Regions from separate parts of the Mus musculus genome. Here region 1 is linked to region 2. The links are chromatin contacts, called in public Hi-C maps. All regions are on one chromosome and are shown on one strand. Each heading gives the region's core, a stretch centred on a gene start, on an enhancer-like site or on the middle of the called end of the contact. The rest is flanking DNA. Distances are from core to core; before and after follow the strand shown.

Region 1 (3,544 bases), core at 958-3,457, 2.3 Mb before region 2:
CCCAGAGAGCCATCGGGAGAGCAGCAGGGGGATGTGGCTAAATGTCTGAGGGATAAAGGCAACTACAGGGTCTGTGATCCTGGCTCTACTCTTGCAAGTCAAAGTGCACGCTGTTGGATCTGTTTCTCCTATCATTGCTTAATGCCAAGTGTCTGTGATTACTCTTCCATGGCTGTAGGAAGAGGCCAGGGAAGGGACCCCAGTGTCCCCAGCATAAGGGCTTAGGTGCAAAGGGCCCTGAAAATACCTCTACGGGCGCCCCCCCCCCCTCTCTCTGTAAGGGATAACCTTACTGTGGGAAGACACCAAGTGGGAAGTGGGAGGCAAAATGGGGTTTCCTATTCTTCAGGGCCTTTTGTTTACTCATTGGGGAACCCCCTGGCTCTTTCCTCAGTGCTCTGAAAGCCTACTGTCAGTCCTCACAGACTATCTTTGAGTGGTCCCTACTTTTTGGTCATCAGTGGGTGAAGCATACTAGTGGGGCAGCTGAGTCACTGGCAGAAGGGAGGGACTTCTTCCATTGGGTGATGCGGCTGCTGTCAGACCCCAGTGCCTTTCCCGCTACAACTTTGCCCCACTTCTTGTTTTTAGAGACTGTGTTTTTGTGTTGGAGGAAGGCTTGTATCTGTTTGTACATTTATCAGAAGGGCTGGCATTTAGTATGCCTTTTACATAGCAGTATCTAGTATGATCCCAAGTGCATGATGTTAGGAATTAGAAAGCTCAGAAGTGGAAAATATTTAACATTCAGAGGAGCAGATGAACACAGGGTTCCATTTGCATTTTCCCTTTCGCTCTGACTCATCTTCCCCTATCTCCACCCTACTAACCCTTCACCAGCCTCACCCACCGACACACCCTGTCTGATCTAGGAGGGTCGCCACCTGCCTGCACCCAAGCTAGAATCGGAGGGAAGGCATCCTAGGTCTGGAGGGATAGAGTAATAGAAGGCTGGACTGAACATCTTGGAGTCCTGGAGCCAAGGGGGAAAAACAGATCTGACTGTTCGTTATTGGCTCGAGGAGGGGCCAGAAGCTAGGGAGAAACCTCAGGGGACTCAGCTCATTCTGGCACCACAGCAGCCCAGCCAATGTCTGGCCTGTCTCTCCTCTCCGTATTTACTCCATATGTATGACAGATTAGACACCTGCCATGAATGAGAAGAGCAGCTTAGGATCAGATTGGTAGAATGGTAAAAAACAAAACATAAGTAAAATAAATTAAAAGGAAACAAACAAATTTGAGTTTCAAAGGCTTTTTATCCCTTCCTCAATTTAAAGAGTATCAAAACTGGGCGTGGTGGCACTGGCTGAGACAGGATGATAGAGATTTCAAGACCAGCCTGAGCTACACAGGAAGAAGACATATGGGGGGGGGGCGCTAAAGGTGTCAAAAGAGGTGGAAATCTCTAGGGACCTTGACCCCTTGAGCAGAAAATGAAAGAAACCCCTGGTTTTGATTTCAGAGAAATGTCATTTGTCATCAGCCCAAGAAAAGGAGATTTTTCTCTTCGAAGACCACCACAGGCTTCCTGGGGTTGCCCCCCTCAGAGTCTGCTGGGAGGATCTGAGTCACACACACCTAGTCTTTGCTGTGGTCCAGAGGACAAGGGTCAGTCTCATAGAGGAAGGGGGGCCTGATGAACTAAGCCAGGGAAAGGAGGAGCCTTGGCTTTTCCTCTGCCTGCTGCTTCCCATTCTGTGTTTCTATGCTTACACTTCTGAGGTATCACAAGTGCTTTTCCAGCTACTCCTTGCTATGGCCACCTCCAGGATGTAGAACTAATAGCAGCTGAATGCTGTGTTGTGCTCACAGACTGCTTCCTCATGCATGGCACTTCATTTTCACCCCCACCTCTGGACGAGACCATGACACTTGATGCATGAGGTGACTGAGGGAGGGATGACGTGCCCAAGGTGACTCAACTAGTAAATGGCAGAGATGAGGCTTCAACTCTTGACTATCCCAAAGTCCCTGTCACCACAGGTTCACATCTTTGACTCTACAGAACTCACAAGTGAATTAGACTGAGGAGGCAAGGCAGTCCGGGTTGTTAAAAGTAGATCTGTAGCCTCTCTTATAGGTCCTAAGCAGAGACAGTAAGCCACACCCCTCTAGGGGACTGTGGCAGACTAATACTTGGGATGACTGAGGACGGGGTGGAGCTAACTGGGGGTAGGTGGGCAGGAACCCCAGGAGCAGTAGTGAGCATGCGGTACTAGGAGGCAGCTACAGAGGTGAGTTACCATCCCTCTCCCCAGCTGTGCTTTTCCTCCATTCCAACCTTCTTTCTACTTCCTGCCACCCTGCATCCCTCACTCCAAGGTGTCTAAGTAGTTCCTCATTCCTCTCTCTGCCTCCCCCACCATGCTGCTTACTCATGGAGGGTCCACACCGAGCTAGGCCTGCAGGATGCTAAGACTCGCAGGCTATCTCTCTCTGTGTCATGATGGTTTTGATGTGTGATTAAAGTCTTGACTTGTTGAGCACTTTCTGAGTCTTAGTCTTTTGGCTTATGAAAAACAGAACTCAACCATTCTTTATCCTCCTTGTGAGAGGAAGTAGCTTCCCTTTCCCCAGTCTCTTTTTCCTTTCTTTCACTTCCTCAGGCATCAAAGCCTTCTCTAAAACTCTTGTGTGACTCCCTTAACCCACTGGATGGAGATCTCTGCTCTTTTCCAATCCCTTCTCAGAGGGTGTATTCTAGAAGCTTCAGTCTTGCAGAGACAATTGTGTGACGCCTTAAGAGTCTTTTGTCCTGCCATGTGAGCTGTCTTGATGCCTTCTCTGGCTTTCTGGGCTCATGTTGGGGGAGGACCCAAAAGCTGTCTGAGCTCTCTCATGAGGTCGCATCTTCCTCCATTCATAAATGCCAGGTTTGATGCAAAGTGTGGAAAAGGCCAGGCTGTTCAGAGGCTTTCCCTGCAAAAGAGCCTGGGGAAGCCAAACCTTCCTTAAGCTGGGTGTTTGCTAACTATACCAGCCCTAAACCCACTATCTGATACCTCTGCTAACTGCCTGGCTGTCGTTCTTCAGGCCCCAAACCTAACCTCTGGCCCAGTGTGCATTCTCCTAGTGTGGCATCCCCACAGCTGGCCTTTGGCTTAGTTTATTTGATTCATTCAGGACAGACAGCACCAATCTGAGCCCAGACACTCACTCTTTCTCCCTTCCCCTTCACAGGCCAGAGAGTATGCGGTTTCTCTCCCACTTCAATCATGGATCCCCCATTGTGGCTTTCCTCTCAGAGCCTGTGAAACTGGTAGATTAGCCAGGAACAATGCCCCAGACCCCCACAAGACTAATCAGCCCATATGGCTCTGATAGGTTGGTACAGTTAGCGGCTAGACTCCGGCCAGCACTGTGTGATACCCTGATCACAGTAGGGGGCCTGGAGTTCCCGGCTCACAGCCTAGTGCTGGCAGGTGCAAGCCCAAGGCTTGGCTGCAGGGGCCGGTGGGCTCTGGTTGAAGACATAAGCCCTTCCACCTTTGCTCAGATTCTGACCTTTGTCTATGGAGAGAGTATAGAGCTACAGCCTGGG
Region 2 (3,661 bases), core at 627-3,126:
ACACGGTACACACGTATGCATGCAGGCTCACACACATACACATAAATCTTTAAAACAACCAAAAGGAAACATTTTCAAACAACCCAGATGTCCAGAAGACAACTAGTTCATTAAATATGTTGATACAGACTTAAATAGTAGTCATTAAAAAAAAAAACCTATATAGAATTACTTCCATGATAACTGAACATATCAAACCTCAGATGCTGATATATGTACGTACTATGTAGATTTGTTTACATTGCACGTGGATGTGCACCAGTGGTGCTTGGAGGAAATGGGTGTGGATTCTTCCACCTTCACCTCTTGGGTCCAGGGATCAAATTCAGTAATAAGGCTTAGCAGCAGACACCTTTAACCACTGAGCCAAAACCCTACCCTACCTTGATTCAGAAGGAATGGGAGCAGGGCAAGAAGGCTTGGGGTCCATCCTCAGCACCCAAGATTGGGGGATAACTAGACTGGTACCAGTTCATATATGCCTTATAAAATCTGTTTGAAAAACCCTACAGAAAACACAAATCTGTATGGATACCTATTTTCAATTTGGCAGATAAGTTTAACTTCCCATAGTATCTTTTGCAGAATTTGAGTCTTGTGTCTGTATTATTTAAATAATCACTCATCTATTTCCGCATGGTTACAACTACACAAGGTCTGGAAAAATATTCATCTCACAACACATACATGGTTTTCCCTATCTGAATATTTACAACTCGTCTACAGAACATCAAACACAAGAAGTAACGATACATGGATCTTGTCAGCTGACGATGGGACGACCCTCAATTCTGAAATGTCCAAGTGGTTTACAGCTTTCTTCTTACTCAGTAAAACCCGGGAGGAACAGAATCTAGCAAGCACATCCCCTGGTTTCTTCCCGCATCTCCGCTGATTTCTATGGTCTTTTTCATTGATATTTCTTAGACTTCATCTTTGCAAAACCATCGTCCTTCGCAGTGAAGCAACCATGATTTTCAACAAATGCAGGGGAGGGAAAGATTGCTGACAGTCACAAGGTGGAAGTCAGAAGAGTCCTCTTTGCTTGTCAGCCTCAAGCCTCAAGTGCCCTTCTCTCTCCCGGCCTGCTTCATTCCACCCTGCCCACGGCTGGATTCTGGCATGGATTCCCCACCTCATGACATTTGCCCAGACATCTGCCTTTGCCCTTGATTCTAGGAGTCACCTGACTTCCTGGCCACCAATCTTTTATTTTTATTTTTTATTTTTAAAAGACAGTCTCCTGTAGCCCAGGCTGGCCTCCAACTCGCTACATGGCGGAGGATGACCTTGAAGTCCGGTCCTCCGGCCTCCTTCCTCGGAGGTTATAGGTGAAGGCCACCCCTCAGTCGGCGTTGGGGCCGCGGGCGTCGGAGGCCGTGAGCGCCAGCATGAAGGCGCGGGCGTGCGAGTCCATCTGCGGGGGGTTGGCGTCGAAGGCCGCCTCCCTGGCCCTGCAGCCCTCCACGAACAGCCGGCGGCGCTCCTCGATTTCGTGGAGCAGCCTGGTGGGGATCAGGGGGTTGGTGTGCAGATAGTGTTGGAACATCCGCTGCTCGTACAGCTCTAGGAGGAGGAGCGGCGCGTGGACGTGCGGGATCGCCATCAGGCCCGCCACGCCGGGGAACTGCCCGGGAGCCAGGCCCGGGGCCGGCGCCATGGGCTGGGAGGCTGTGGCCAGCGGGTCTTCCTGGGCTTCGGGGACCGGACTGCCTCCGCCCAGTCCCACCTGCAGGACGTCGCCGACGCCGTTCATGGGGCTCAGGTCCGGGATCCTGCTCTCTCCGGGAAGCTCGGACATTGCCACCGTTGAATCCTCAGAAGCACCGGCTCCGGCGGCAGCGTGAAGATGTGCGCATGCGCGGGCCTCGGCGCCCTGGAAAACAAAAGTGCTTGCGCAAGGACGGGTGCCCGGACCTCTATCGCCCTCTAGGGGTGCCATGTGCCATTACCGCCACGGCCGCCTCAAGTTCTGAACCAGCAGGGGCGGCATCACATACTTTAATTTATTATTATTATTATTATTATTATTATTATTATTATTATTATTATTATTATTATTTTATTGCCTTGTTTGAGGCAGCGTCCATGTACATTTGGCTGGCCTGGAACTCATATATACACTCAGATCTGCCTGCTTCTGCCTCCAGAAAACTGGAATTAGCGGTGGTGGCGGCGCACGCCTTTAATACCAGCACTCCGGAGGCAGAAGCAGGTGGATCTCTGGAGCCAGATCCAGGACAGAGAAACCCCGTCTCAACAAACAAACAAACACATATATGGATGTTTTGTTACATATCTGTATATGTAAGCCATATGTGTGTCTGGATCCTAAGAAAATCTGAAGACGGTATCGGTAACTAGAGTTCCAGGGTGTTTGTGAACTGGGCTAGAGATAGCTCAGTGGCTGAGAACTTGCCTAGGGTGTAAGGTCTTGGGTTTGACCCCTATCTGAGAGACAGAGAAGAGAGAGAGGGGAGGGGGAAGGAAAGGTGGGGAGGGAGGAAGCAAGGTAGTTTTGAGCTACCACACAGGTTTTGGGAACTGAACCTGGGTTGTCTGAAAGAAAAAGTGCTTTTAATCTCCGGACTGTTTTTTAGTGTGTCTGTGTAAGTCGGAACCGTGCAGCTGTGGAGGTCAAGGTCAACGTCGTGGCCTTCTCTCCTTCCAACCTTATTGAACTCAAGGTGCTAGTCAGTTGTGCTCTACTCTGGCTTCTGTGTCACATTTAGCTTTGAGTGCGCACACGAGTTCGAGCCACGGCAGGTGTATGGAGATCAGAAGATAACTTTTAGGAGTCAGTTCCATCCTACCATGTGGACCCAAACTCAGGTTGTCAGGTTTGGCAAGTGAATGCCTCTACCTAGTGATCCATCTTGCTGGCATATTTTCTTCATTTTTGCTCGTTACGGTTGGTGTAGCCGTTTCTCTCGGCACTTCCATGCCTCTTTCCCCCACGCAGTGGCAGCACTTCCCTTACTTGAGTGTAATACACTGTTGAATCTCCTAGGGTGGCCACTGCCTGTCGATAATCTCAGAAAACAAGAGGGCTACCCGTGGTGGAGCACAGCTGCAATCCCAGTCTTTGGGAGGTAGAGGCAGGAAGATGAGATTATGTTCGTCCTGGGCTACTTGGCAAGTTCTAGGCCAGCCTGGGCTAATGTGAAAAGTGTGCTAAGAGTCTGAAATGCAGCTGTATCTCCGCCACGTAATCAACTCTGCACCTGCCTTCTCGTGCCTTTGAGGAACCCAGAGGCCACATGTCTCCAACCTGTCAATGCTGTCCCCAACACTCGCATCTGGAGCTCAAGCCTGTAACCCCAGCTACCTAGGTGTCCAATGCCGAAAAAGTTCAAGGGTAGCCTGGGCTACAGACTTCAAGGACAGTCTGGGCAACTAAGACCATGACTCAAAGTAAAAATAAGCCTAGGGTTAGAGGACCAGCGAGATGCTCAGCAGGTAATGCTGAGGATGTCTTCAGTTGCATCCCCTGGACCCACAGAGTGGGAGGAAGGCCAACTCCTGCAAGCTGTCTTCTGGCACTATGTATATACTGTGGGAGATGCACTCGTACTGCCTGGGAGTGTAGCTCAGTGGTGCTGCTCTGGGCTCAATCAGCACTTGAGGCTGAGGCAGGAGGAGCTCTGTGAGTTCAAGGTCA

The links. Hi-C and Micro-C count contacts between places; a contact is called where the count stands out from the background.
Region 1: a Hi-C map of B cells shows a contact between it and region 2, with 5 read pairs. The contact joins the promoter of Zbtb32 here to the promoter of Eid2b in region 2. A contact is called at or near these places in 3 of 39 promoter capture datasets (cranial neural crest, hippocampal neurons and liver) and 1 of 484 Hi-C or Micro-C datasets (B cells).

Annotation. Positions count from the first base shown.
Region 1 is chr7:30,591,605-30,595,148 of GRCm38.p6, reverse strand. Zbtb32 (zinc finger and BTB domain containing 32) reads left to right here and starts at 2,207. Exons shown (of 6, transcript NM_021397.2): 1 at 2,207-2,237; 2 at 3,184-3,544. The coding sequence starts at 3,281.
Region 2 is chr7:28,275,921-28,279,581 of GRCm38.p6, reverse strand. It overlaps Eid2b (EP300 interacting inhibitor of differentiation 2B), which reads right to left and starts at 1,876. Exons shown (of 1, transcript NM_001177427.1): 1 at 1-1,876. The coding sequence starts at 1,801. The coding sequence ends at 1,346.